Linked DNA regions of Macaca mulatta: region 1 is linked to region 2. Evidence: chromatin contacts called from public Hi-C data. All regions are on one chromosome and are shown on one strand. Each heading gives the region's core, a stretch centred on a gene start, on an enhancer-like site or on the middle of the called end of the contact. The rest is flanking DNA. Distances are from core to core; before and after follow the strand shown.

Region 1 (7,013 bases), core at 2,764-5,263, 120 kb before region 2:
GAGGTCGCAGTCGGTGTCCTCCCTGCAATAAAAGAGACACTGAGGTAAAAGAAGGGGAGAGGACGGAAGCAGAGCATTTTGGGGGGTCTTCAGCAGAGTGGCCACAATAAAAACCCTTACAACAGGACATCTGCCTCCATAAGCAACATGTTGGGCCCCAAGCCCCCTTTCAAACAATAGCGCCTAGTGACTTCTACTGACTCTTCCCATGTCATCAAAGGACCATTTTAACTCCTAGCTGCCCTCAAAATACCTCTAAGAACATCTACTTTCCCTCCACTGCCTATATGAAGGTGTGATTTGACATTTATCTCTTAAATGATTATTGCCTGTCTCTCTCCAACTATTTTTAAACTTTTTTTTTTTTTTGAGTCTCACTCTGTTGCTCAGGCTGTAGTGCAGGGGCGTGATCTCGGCTCACTGCAACCTCGTCTCCCAGGTTCAAGTGATTCTCCTGACTCAGCCTCCCAAGTAGCTGGGATTACAGGCATGCACCACCACGCCCGGCTAAGTTTTGCACTTTTAGTAGAGATGGGGTTTCACCCTTTTGGCCAGGCTGGTCTCAAACTCCTGACCTCAGGTGATCCACCTGCCTAGGCCTGCCAAAGTGCTGGGATTACAGACGTGAGCCATCGCAACCAGCCTGATGTAAACTTTTTAAGTATAGACCTGTATCTACTTTTTTCACAACTCCACATCCAGTCACTAGCACAGTGCTTAATGAATACTAAGTGCTTTACATATTAGGGGGTGGTAAACTTTTTCTGCAAAGGGCTAAGTAATTAATGTCTTAGGATTTGTGAGCCATATGGTCTCTGATGAAACCACTTAATTATATGGTCACAGGGCAAAAACAGCCACATGAACAAATGTGTTCCAATAAAACTTTATTTATATAAGCCAGCATCAGACCAGATTTGGCCCACTGGCCACAGTTTGCAGACCCCGCTTACGTGCTAAAGAGAATGCATCCATCATCAAATTCTCTCAATTCTACCTCCTGCAGGCATCTCAAACATTCCAACTTTTCCAATTCCACAATCATCAAGGCCCAGCTACCATCATCCAAGCCCTGAACTTCTCCAGCCTCCCATATGGACTCTGCATTCATCCTTGTCCATCCTAAACTCCATGCTCAATCCAGGAGCTAGTGTTTTGTTTACATCACAAACATAATAATGTCACTCCTCTACTTCAAACTTCAGTGACTTCCCCCTGGCCTTAGAATGAGGTCCAGGTGGCCAGGCACAGTGGCTCACACCTGTAATCTCAACACTTTGGGAGGCCGAAGTCGGCGGATCACTTGAGGTCAGCAGTTCAAACCAGCCTGACTAATATGGTGAAATCTCGTCTCTACTAAAAATACAAAAAGTAGCCAGGCATGGTGGCACACACCTGTAACCCTAGCTACTCGGGAGGCTGAGGCAGGAGAATTGCTTGATCCCAGGAGGAGAAGGCTGCAGCGAGCACTGGAGTGCCACTGCACTCCAGCCTGGCTGATGGAGTGAGACTCTGTCTCAAAAAAGACTCTGTCTCAAAATTAAAAAAAGACAATATGATACCACAAAAATCAAATATAATAACAACTTAAAATGCCTGTCTTTCATAAGACATAATCACACAGTTTCAGGTATCTTTAAGAAACAATACTAATTCTTTTTGGCAGGGCGCTGTGGCTCACGCCTGTAATCCCAGCACTTTGGGAGGCCGAGGCGGGCGGATCACGAGGTCAGGAGATCGAGACCATCCCGGCTCACACAGTGAAACCCCATCTCTACTAAAAATACAAAAAAAATTAGCCGGGCCTCAGGAGGCAGAGGCAGGAGAATGGCGTGAATCTGGGAGGCGGAGCTTGCAGTGAGCAGAGATTGTGCCACTGCATTCCAGCCTGGGTGACAGAGCGAGACTCCGTCTCAAAAAATAAAAATAAATATAAATATTTTTAAAAAGTATTAATTCTTTTTAAAAAGGCAAGGCAAGCGCATATATTCTTTTTGGAAACAAACACTTCACTCATAAAACTGAAGCCTGATGCATGATTTTCCTCTGAAGTTAATTTTTTCCTCATTTCTCAGTAGACATGAGCTTTAATCCCATTATTAAAAAAGACATCCCAGGCCGGGCGCGGTGGCTCAAGCCTGTAATCCCAGCACTTTGGGAGACCGAGACGGGCGGATCACGGGGTCAGGAGATGGAGACCATCCTGGCGAACACGGTGAAACCCCGTCTCTACTAAAAAAAATACAAAAAACTAGCCGGGCGACGTGGCGGGCGCCTGTAGTCCCAGCTGCTCGGGAGGCTGAGGCAGGAGAATGGCGTAAACCTGGGAGGCAGAGCTTGCAGTGAGCTGAGATCCGGCCACTGCACTCCAGCCTGGGCGACAGAACGAGACTTCGTCTCAAAAGAAAAAAAAAAGACATCCCAATTCAAAATGGCCAACTCAATTTGAATTTCCACTACTTGCAAAGTTTATATCGTCTTTTCCCTGAAGTCCCATTAGTTTTGAAGCTCCGTGATTCACATGCTTAGGGGAAGGACTGGAGCCAACTTGAAAAGATTTGAATAACAGTCTTACTTTTCCTTGATAATAATATTTGTGAAATAACTGAGAAACAACTTTTCTTAAGACACCCTCACCTCACAGTGAAAAACTTGATGCCCAGAGCAGAAGTAAAAGTCGTCTCAAACATAGAAAATAAAGAAAAAAAAAGTTAAAACTCCTCTTTTTGCTGCTGTTTTTGTTTTTGGGACGGAGTCTTGCTCTGTCACCCAGGCTGGAGTGCAGTGGCATGATCTCGGCTCACTGCAACCACTGCCTCTGGGGTTCAAGCGATTCTCCTGCCTCAGCCTCCTAAGTAGTTGGGATTGCAGGTGCCCGCCACTACTCTCGGCTAATTTTTGTATTTTAGTAAAGACAGGGTTTCACCATGTTGGCCAGGCTGGTCTCGCACTCCTGACCTCAGGTGATCTGCCCGCCTCGGCCTCCCAGAGTGCTGGGATTACAGGAGTGCGCCACCAAGCCTGGCCAAAAGCTTTCTTATGAGAAAGAAAAAGTTAAAGAAAGGAAGAGATGCAAAGCCAGGCTAACAGATATTAAGCTAAAATACTTCAAATTGTCAGTCACCAAAAGAAATCTCTCGTCATCCAATTCATTCCTTAATAGAAAGATGCACTCAATTTTTTAAGTAAATTTGGCCAATCAAACCAGTTTGCACAGGTAGACCCAGACCTCACTTTCCAGTTGCAAAGCTAGATAATAGTAAGTATCGTATCAAATAAAACGTGGATTACTAATTTGCAGTTATCTTGCATACTATAGGCAAGGTAGGGCCCTCTTTATGCACTTCCCCTAAAAATTGGAAAGGACAGGTGAGGGCTGGGGCCGGTGTCACCACATTCCTGAGCCGTGGGACCTGGACTGTTTGGGATTTCCCTTTTGATAGGATGACAGCCCTGTCTGCCCGGACGGGGGGTACCTGAGAGCGACAGACCGGGCGGTGGGCGCCCAGATGCGAGGCCCCGGCTGTGTGGGCCTCATGCCGGCCGGGGGATGATCGCAGGGAGGAAGCACCTCAGACAGGCGGAGCTATTCTAGGCCCTCCAGCCCCTCCCCGCGCCGGCCGAGCCCTCCCCGCCCTCCCGAGGGGCCGGGCCACACCTGCAGACCAGCCGGAGACACTCCCACCGCACCGCGCCGCGCCGCGCGGCGCCGCGCAGCACAGCTCAGCCGCCGTCTGCCGCCACCGCGCTCACTTCCGCTTCTGGTCTCGGGGCCGCCGGGAACGGAAGTGGCTGTGGCTCCGTCTGTAGTGGCCAGAGTAGCCTTAGGCGGCGGCAGAAAAACTAACATTTTCTTTAGCCTCCAAGGCGAAATTCTAGTATTCTTACCCGGGGGATGAGGTTAGGCTCTGGAGTGGGGTCCCACAGAGCATGGAGGGTGGTGCTGGGGGCGGAGCCTATGTCCGAGGGACGGGGATAGGGGTGGGGCTTAGGGCCCAGGGTCAAAAGTGGGGCGGGGCCTGTGCTCGGGGGCGGGGTGGGGTGTGGCTTGCCCTCCGAAGGCGGATGAGGGGGCTTGCACCCCAATGGCAGAGTTGGCTGGGCCTTGTTTTGGAGGGTGGTAGTAGGGGCGGGTCGGGCGCCCAAGGGGCAAAAATGGGCGGGCTTGTGCTTGGGGTGGGAATGGGAGCGGAGCTTGCACTCGGAGGGCGGGATGACGGGACCTGAGCTTGGAGGGTTGAGAGGGGACACCCGACCCTCCCCCAGGGTTCTTTAGGGATGCTCAATATTTAACTTACCCTTTTCTCCTTCCTTTTTCTCCAACCCCTTCCACCTTTATCCATGGGCTTCATCCAGTCCCCTTCAAAAATATACCCATACTTAAGATTGTTTTTGTATTTTTATATATGGCTCAATCGTAGGCAACGGGAGTTGGGGCGCCACCCTGTGCAGTGGAAAATTCACTTCTTTTGACTCCCCAAAAACTTACCTACTAATCTACTGTTAACCAGAAGCCTTACCAATAACAAAGTTAACACATATTTTGTATATTATATGTATTGTATGCCATATTCTTAAACTAAGCTCAGAGAAAAGTGTTATTAAGAAAATCATGAAGCAGATAAAATATATTTACTCTTCGTTACGTGGAAGTGATCATAAAGATCATAAAGGTCTTCAGCGCCAGCTTCACCTTGAGTAGGCTGAGGAAAGGGAGGGTTTGGTCTTGCTGTCCCAAGGAGAACAGGGGTGGAAAAAAAATCTGCCTATAAGGGGATAGTCATAATTCAAACCCTTGTTGTTCACGGGTCAGCTGTCTTTATTCCAAAAATAAGATGATGTATTTTTGTTTCTTCTACAGCTTGCCTTTCTCACTAAAAATAAGATATGTGAATCTAAGACATAGATTTTCTTTATATAGCCTGCTATTGGTGGGCATTTAAGTTAGTTCCATGTCTTTGCTATTGTGAGTAATGCTGCAACGAGCTTACACATGCATGTGTCTTTATGATAGAATGATTTATACTTCTTTGGGTATATATCCAGTAACGAGATTGCTGGGCCAAATGGTATTTCTGTTTTTAGGTCTTTGCGGAATCGCCACACTGTTTTCCATTGTTAACCCTATTTTAAATGTGAGAAAGTAAAGATTGAGTAAAATGAATCAACCTGACATAAAATCACCGAGCACAGAGACACATATCTTAAACATTTGTCGGATGGATGGATTTGCAAATGCATGAATGAATAAATATCACGATCAGGCCTCCTAACTCTCATTCTCATGCACTTGTCACTAAATTTAGCTTATTGACTTAATGAGTATCTTTGGGCCTGAATGTCCCAGAATAATAAAGATACAATAATAGATTTAAGGTGATGTAAAAAAGAACAAGTTAATGTCTCTGTAGGATTTGCCTCAACTCCTCATACCCGGAAGATCTAGACCTTCATCCATACTTCAACCCAGCTTCTTAAAGCCCAGCGTTTGAAGCTACTTTGGATTTCTTTTTCTTCAATCTTACCAGAAGATGGCACTATAATGTAAAGACTAAGCCCTCTGAGCTGGGCACGGTGGCTCACACCTGTAATCCCAGTGCTTTGGAAGGCCAAGGCAGGAGGATCACTTGAGGCCAGAAGTTCAAGACCAGCCTGGGCAATATAGCGAGACTCTTATCTCAATTTAAGAAAGAAATTAAGCACTCTGGAGTAGGACTCAATCATCATTATTATCATCAATAAAGTAATATTGATAATAGGGAATCTTATTTGTCTCTTGCCATAAACCAAGCATCATATTTTAAAATCTCATCTCAGGATAAAACCAGAAAGTGTTAGGAAACTTGAATTATTTCTTCTTTTGTTTTGATGACGTAACCAAACAAGGGACGGATTTGGTTAGATCACAATCCCTGGGAGGAGGGTGGGTCCTCATGATTTGCTGGGGTGCTCTTGGGAGAGAGGGAGTAAGGAAAGCAGGGTAGGAAGGAAAGGAAGGAGGTGAACAAAGATGTGGGCTCAGCTGGAGTCAAGTTTCAGCCTAATCCCATAGGGCGCTCTGGAATATGAGACACAGAATTGGTCCCATTCCATTTTGAGGAAAGGAGCTACCTTTTGTACCCCCATCTGAGACAGCCATTGGCTGCAAGATGATTCCTAAGGGTGGGGGATCAGAACCTCCCAAAGCAGCTCCTGTTCAGCTGAGGCAGCAATTCTCTGAAGGAGGTATAAAATTAGTCATTCAAAATGTAAGCTACTGGGGCTGGACACAGTTGGCTGATGCCTGCAATATCAACATTTTGGGAGGCCCAGATGGGAGGATCACTTGAGGCCAGGAGTTTGAGGCCAGCCTGGGTCATGTACCAAGATCCCTGTCTCTACAAAAAAAAAAAAAAAAAAAATTAGGCATAGTGGCATGTGCCTGTTGTCCCAGCTACTCAGGAGGCTAAGGTGGGAGAATCTATTGAGTCCCGGGGTTCAAGGCTGCAGTGAGCCATGATCACACCACTGCACTCCAGCCTGGGTGACAGTGATAATTCACCTCTAAATAAAAAGAAAACTAAGCTATTGGAACACAATTAAATTATTTAGGGCCCTAAAGGAATGTGAATTACAGGGCCTGAGTTGGGTGACAGGCAGCTCAAACCCAGGAAGCCACAGCTTTTGTTTCTCTGATTACAGATTAAACCTTTTCCTTTACTGGCACTGTTTTGTAAAATGTTACAGGTGGCTGAAGAGCCAGGGAAGACCCTTCCTTCTCTGCTGTTGACTTTCATTATAAATTAACTTCCCTCTCTTCCTCTTCTCACATAAGGACTTCATGGCTGTTACATTGCCTTTAGAGGGAACGTTAAATACATGCTTTTAAACTGGAAAGAAAATGAAAACCAACTACAACAAAAAGAAAATCACACAGGAAAATAAAACCCACATTAATTTGTTATAACTCATATACCAGCCTTGTATAGAAAATGTAATCCCGTTAAATTTCTTTGTCTTCCTATACAAGCAAG
Region 2 (6,595 bases), core at 46-2,545:
ATCTCAGCATTTTGGGAGGCTAAGGCAGGAGAATCACTTGAGGTCGGGAGTTCAAAACCAGCCTGGCCAGCATGGCAAAAACCCCCTCTCTACTAAAAATACAAGAATTAGGCCGGGCGCGGTGGCTCAAGCTTGTAATCCCAGCACTTTGGGAGGCCGAGACGGGTGGATCACGAGGTCAGGAGCTCGAGACCATCCTGGCTAACACGGTGAAACCCCCTCTCTACTAAAAAATACAAAAAACTAGCCGGGCGAGGTGGTGGGCACCTGTAGTCCCAGCTACTCGGGAGGCTAAGGCAGGAGAATGGCGTAAACCCAGGAGGCGGAGCTTTCAGTGAGCTGAGATCCGGCCACTGCACTCCAGCCTGGGCGACAGAGCGAGACTCCGTCTCCAAAAAAAAAAAAAAATACAAGAATTAGCTGGGTGTGGTGGCTGACGCCTGTAATCCCAGCTACTCAAGAGGCTGAGACAGGAGAATCATTTGAGCCCAAGAGGTGGAGGTTGCAGTGAGCGGAGATGGTGCCAGTACACTCCAGTCTGGGCGACAGGTACTGTGTCTCAAAAAAAAAAAAAAAAAAATTATTAAAGTAACTTTATTCAAAAGTACATACATTAACGATATAATCGATATTGCGCCTTTTTTTTTTTTTTTTTTTTTTTTTTTTGAGACTCTCGCTCTGTCGCCCAGGCTGGTGTACAGTGGCGCGATCTCGGCTCACTGCAAGCTCCGCCTCCCAGGTTCACGCCATTCTCCTGCCTCAGCCTCCTGAGTAGCTGGGACTACAGGCGCCGCCACCACACCCGGCTGATTTTTTATATTTTTAGTAGAGACGGGGTTTCACCGTGTTAGCCAGGATGGTCTCGAGCTCCTGACCTCGTAATCCGCCCACCTCGGCCTCCCAAAGTGCTGGGATTACAGGCATGAGCCACCGCGCCCGGCCGATATTGTGCCTTTTTTTAAGAGAAATTTTAATGTTTTAGAAGAAAAAACTTTTTGGAAAATGATATGAAAAATAATTTTAATACGTGCTTTAGCCTCGGGCTACCAGAAGAGCCCCAGATAGGGTCGAGGGAGGCCTCAGTCCTACATCTTCCCCTTCTACTTTGCCCAGATGGATTTCCACGCTCAGGGAAGTCCCCTCTCGGGTCCAAGCACATCCTGCGAGGGGACGCAGCACTTGTCCCGCCTCCGCCTGTCCGCGAGGTGACGCCAGGCGGACCGGAGCGATCCTCTGGAGTCCTTCATCTCTATGCTCTCCGCAGCCGCCTAAGCGACCCGGAAGCCGTGTCTAGCTGAGGGGTCAGTGGTTCCGGGTAGGAGCTGGGTGACCCTCGGCTGCTGCAGGAACCTGCAGCGACTGCAGCCATGGGGGCGCACCTCGTCCGGCGCTACTTGGGCGATTCCTCGGTGGAGCCCGACCCCTTGCAGATGCCAACTTTCCCGCCCGACTACGGCTTGCCCGAACGCAAGGAGCGCGGTGAGGCCCAATGCGCAGGCGCGACCAGAGGGCGTGGGGCGCGGGCGCCTGACCCCCGAACCCCTGGAACCCCAAGACTGGGCTCTAACCTCAGGTGTTGTGTCTGGGTTTGGGTCTAGACTAGGAGTCCAGAGGACGTGCGTGTCCCCGCCTGAGGGTGGAGGCGTTCCAGGCCAAGGGCACGGCTTGAGTAAAAGCCAGGGTGCAAAAGTGAGACAAGTAGGGGATCGGGCAGGAGTGCGGCGCGCAGAGCTCAGTCGAGTCTTTTTTTTTTCTTTTGAGACAGAGTCTCGCTTTTTCTTTCAGGCTAGAGTGCAGTGGCGTGGTCTCGACTCACTGCAGCCTCCACCTCGCAGGTTCAAGCGATTCTCCTGCCTCAGCCTTGCGAGTAGCTGGGATTACAGATGGGCACCACCACGCCCGGCTGATTTTTTGTATTGTTAGTAGAGACGGGGTTTCGCTATGTTGACCAGGCTGGTCTTGAACTCCTGACCTCAAGTGATCCGCCTGCCTCGGCCTCCCAAAGTGCTGGGATTATAGGCGTGAGCTACCACTCCCGGCTTCGGGCCGAGTCTTGGGAGATGTGGGGAGTCACGGGAGGGCAGGGACATGTTCATTGTACCCCTTTCCTAATGTCGCTGCAATTGTGGTGCATGCACAAGAAAATAAGGAAGATTCGCGCCGCGAATACCGTCCTGCAAAGTGCTTTGTTTTGCTTTGAGATGGGATCTTGCTCTGTTGTCCAGGCTGAGTGCAGTGGTGCAATCACAGCTCACTGCATCCTCGACCTCCTGGGCTCAAGCTATCCTCCTGCCTCAACCTCCCGAGTAGCTGGGACTACAGGAGCGTGCCAGGATGCCAAGCTGATTTTTTATTTTTTGTAGAGATGGGGGTCTTGCTGTTGCCCAGGCTGGTGTCAAACTCCTGGGCTCAAGCGATCCTTCTGCCCAGCCTCCCAAAGTGCTGGGATTGCAGATGTGAGCCACTATGCCCAGGATGGTTTTTTGGTTCATGTTTGTTTTTGCTTTTAATGTAGTAATATCACAGGCATACCGAGAGCCAGCTCTGGGCCACCTCCCACATTAGGAACCGCGGATACAGCAGGGAACTGGAAGGATGCAGGCACTGTCTCCAGAGAACTCACAGCACAGTGGGAAGGATTGTGGAATCAGGCAGAGCTGGATGGTGTCAAGGCAGGCTTCCAGTAGGCAGAGACTGGAAACAAAGACGTGAAGGGTGGCCAGGCACGGTGGCTCATGCCTGTAATCCCAGCACTTTGGGAGGCTGAGGCGGGCAGATCACCTAAGGTCAGGAGTTCGAGACCAGCCTGGCCAACATGGTGAAATACTGTCTCTACTAAAAATACAAAAATTAAGGCCGGGCACGGTGGCTCATGCCTATAATCCCAGCACTTTGGGAGGCCGAGATGGGCAGATCATGAGGTCAGGGATTCAAGACCATTCTAGCCAATATGGTGAAACCCTGTCTCTACTAAAAATACAAAAATTAGCTGGGGGCATGGTGGTGCGCACCTGTAGTCCCAGCTACTCAGGAGGCTGAGGCAGGAGAATCACTTGAACCCAGGAGGAGGAGGTTGCAGTGAGCTGAGATCACACCACTGCACTCCAGCCTGGGCAACAGAGCAAGACTCCATCTCAAAATATATATATATATAAAAATTAGGCTGGGCACGGTGGCTCACGCCTGTAATCCCAGCACTTTGGGAGGTCAAGGTCAGTGGATCACCTGAGGTCAGGAGTTCAAGACCAGCCTGGCCAACATGGTGAAACCCTGTCTCCCAAAAATACAAAAATTAGCCGGGTGTGGTGGTGCGTGCCTGTAATCCCAGCTGTCTGGGAGGCTGAGTCAGGAGAATTGGCTGGAACCCGGGAGGCAGAGACTGCAGTGAGCCGAGATCGGGCCACCACACTCCAGCCTGGGTGACAGAACAAGACTCTGTCTGGAAAAGAAAAAAAAGATGTGAAGGGCCACGAGTAGGGGTTGACCAAAGAGAGGTGGCAGAGCCAAAACTTCTAAACAGAGGAGGGACACAGTCAGGTTTGGTCAGTCAAAAGGTCCCGCTGTCTGCTGAGCGGGCGACAAGCTTGAGACAGACACCTCTAAGCAGCCTGGATTTGAGAGAAAGTTGGGAGATGGTATAATCGCTCCAGTGTCCTCACTCCAGGCAGTCTTTCCGCCCCAGCTGAACCTGCAGTCCATTGGTCCGTCCACCTCCCTCCCATTGCCTCACATACCTTGCTTTGCCCAAGATCAGCTTTGCAAACGCTAGCAACCTGCTGCCCTTCTCTCTCGCTTACTCTGGATAAACTCACCTCTTTCCCTTCCTTGGCGCCTATCCCCATGCAACTGAACATGATGCGGGAGAGATCAGAAAAAAACAGCTCTAAGCTAGGCAAAATGGCTCATGCCCAACGCTTTGGGAGGCCAAGGCAGGAGGAGTGCTGGAGGCCAGAAGTTCAAGAATAGCCTGGGCAACATAGCAAGACCCTGTCTCTACATTTTTTTTTTTTAATTAGCTGGGTGTGGTGGCACATTCCTGCAGTCCCTGCTGACTGGTCTCCCGATTGGTTCTCCAGTGGACTCTTCATGCTGCCTGGCCTTTCTATTACCTCCTGGATCCTTCACTCTCTCCCTCCCTCCTAGACCATTGTCCCCTGCCCTCTCTTTCCTCCTTTCCACCCCCTTTCAGCCAGTCACTTTGCTAACTGCAACATCCGCCTTGCTGGTTCAAGCAGTTCTCCTGCGTCAGCCTCCCGAGTAGCTGGGATTACAGGTGCGCACCACCGCACCTGGCTCATTTTTGTATTTTTAGTAGAGACAGGGTTTTACCATGTTGGCCAGGCTGATCTCGAACTCCTAACCTCAAGTGATCCACCCGCCTCAGCCTCCCAAAGTGCTGGGATTACAGGCATGAGCCACCACGCTCGGCCCATATTTATTTATTTGTTTATAGAGATGGGCTCTCACTCTGTTGCTTAGGCTGGAGTGCAGTGGTGCGGTTACCACCCACTGCAGCCTCAAACTCCTGGGTTCAAGCGATCCTCCCAAGTAGCTCTGCCTTCTCTGTGTGCACCACCGTGCCCAGACAGTTTTATTATTTTTTCTAGACATGGGATCTTTCTGTGCTCCCCAGGCTGGTCTCCCTAATACTTAAGCACTGCCAGACACGCTGTGGTGCTCTGTCTTCTGTCTGTTCTGTGTCTCCCTCCGAGGGCAGGGACCCTTGTGTGTTGTGTTCCGTGCTGTATCCCCACCACTAAGCACACAGTAGGCGGTCTAAAGTCCTTGCTGCTAGTTGATTATAAGTTTGAGACAAAAGAGGGAGGAGTCTAGGATTGCCACCTGGAGCTCCAAGTGCAGATAGGGAACAGCCAGGGGCTGCAGGTGATACCCAGGCCTAGGGCTCAAACGAGGTGTGGGGTGGAGGGACCACATCGGACTCATCTACCTAAGGGGTGGCAGCAGAGAAAAAGGATCTCAGACTGGGCGTGGGGGCTAGCACTTGTAATCCCAGCACTTTGGGAGGCCAAAGTGGGTGGATCACCTGAGGTCACGAGTTCGAGACCAGCCTGACTACCATGGCGAAACCCTATCTCTACTAAAAATACAAAAATTAGCCAGGCGTGGTGGTGGACGCCTGTGGCGTCCCAGCTACTCGGGAAGCTGAGGCAGGAGAATCGCTTGAACGTGGGAGACAGAGGTTGCAGTGAGCTGAGATCTTGCTACTGCCCTCCAGCCTGGGTGACAGAGTGAGACTCCATCTCAAAATAAAAGAAAAGAAGAAGGCTCTCAGAACAAAGCTTAACGCAAGGCAGCCATAGAGATGGGAGGAAACCTGGGAAGGCGGGATGTGGGAGGAGCCACAGGAAAGAAGGAAGTGGGAGGCTGGGGTCCTGGGCTGTTGGGTGGCCCTGTGAGAGCCCCTGTCTGGGCAGTGAGAGGGTGGGGCAGAAGCCAGAGAATGGAACAAGGGGCAGGAGAGGAGGACCTGGGCCTGAGTGGGATGAGGGAATCACGGCTGGGAAGCAGAGGGGAGAGAAGCCAGCCTGGGATGACTGCCATTGAGATGTGAGTATGTCTCCTCTCACTTGCGCAAATGGGAAGGAGCTGGGACTAAGAAAGATGTGGACGTCAGGAGGGCTAGGGAGGCTGGGTCTGAGGGAGGCAGCGGGGAACAAGTGCAGGATCGCCAGGCACAGGCTCCAGGGTGAATGTCCAGGGTTCCTCAGGCTCCCATCAGCCTCCTGAAGGTTGATTTGTCCGGAGTCAGGTTTGCTAGGTGAGTGCGGCACCGGGACCCAGATACTAGTCCAGCTGTCTTCTGAGCCCACGCCTAAGTATCTTACAGGTACTGTTAGCTCAGTGGATGCTCAGGTAACTTCCATGAGCTGATGGTCAGTTCTGAGGCTCAGAGAGAGGCCACGCCGCCGGCCAGTGCAGAGCCGGGACCCGGGCGGGTTGCAGACAAGAAAGGCTAGGAGTCTGACTGGAGCTGCAGGTGCGGGTGGAGTCTGAGGGGGTACTCTGGGAGAAGGTGGATTCTGAGAGCGGGGCTGTAGAGAGTTGGGGACGGGCATCCCTGCGGGAGGGGAGGCAAGGATCCAGCGCAGGATGTTGAGGTGCCTCAGGGTGATGGGGAGCCACCTTCTCCTATCTGGGCTTTCGTGTCTGGAGTTGCCTTTGTGCAAATTAGAAAAGGAGGCCCCTTCAGGACAGTGCGTCCATCAAAGGCATCTGCCATCCACTACCATCTGCCACCTGGATGTTAATGGGGGACACCCCGAGCCGTGGCTTCCTGATGCCGTGTGCCTGGGTCCCCTGGGGATCCCTGGAATTGGGGTGGGAGGCCTTCAGCCTGGTTGAGCCCTGCCCACTCGCTGCAGAGATGGTGGCCACACAGCAGGAGATGATGGACGCGCAGCTGAGTCTCCAGCTGCGGGACTACTGTGCCCACTACCTCATCCAGCTGCTCAAGTGCAAGCGCGACAGGTTCCCCAACTTCCTGGCCTGCAAGCAGGAGCAGCACGACTGGCACTACTGCGAGCACCGCGAGTGAGAACTCCCACACCGGCCCGCAGCACCCCACACCCCCAGC

Evidence for each region. Hi-C and Micro-C count contacts between places; a contact is called where the count stands out from the background.
Region 1: a Hi-C map of CD4 T cells shows a contact between it and region 2, with 3 times the contacts expected there. The contact joins the promoter of ZNF333 here to the promoter of NDUFB7 in region 2. A contact is called at or near these places in 2 of 14 Hi-C or Micro-C datasets (CD4 T cells and liver).

Annotation. Positions count from the first base shown.
Region 1 is chr19:15,307,476-15,314,488 of T2T-MMU8v2.0, reverse strand. It overlaps ZNF333 (zinc finger protein 333), which reads right to left and starts at 4,013. Exons shown (of 13, transcript XR_013409094.1): 1 at 3,889-4,013; 2 at 1-22.
Region 2 is chr19:15,181,207-15,187,801 of T2T-MMU8v2.0, reverse strand. NDUFB7 (NADH:ubiquinone oxidoreductase subunit B7) reads left to right here and starts at 1,295. Exons shown (of 3, transcript NM_001194515.1): 1 at 1,295-1,479; 2 at 6,384-6,552. The coding sequence starts at 1,368.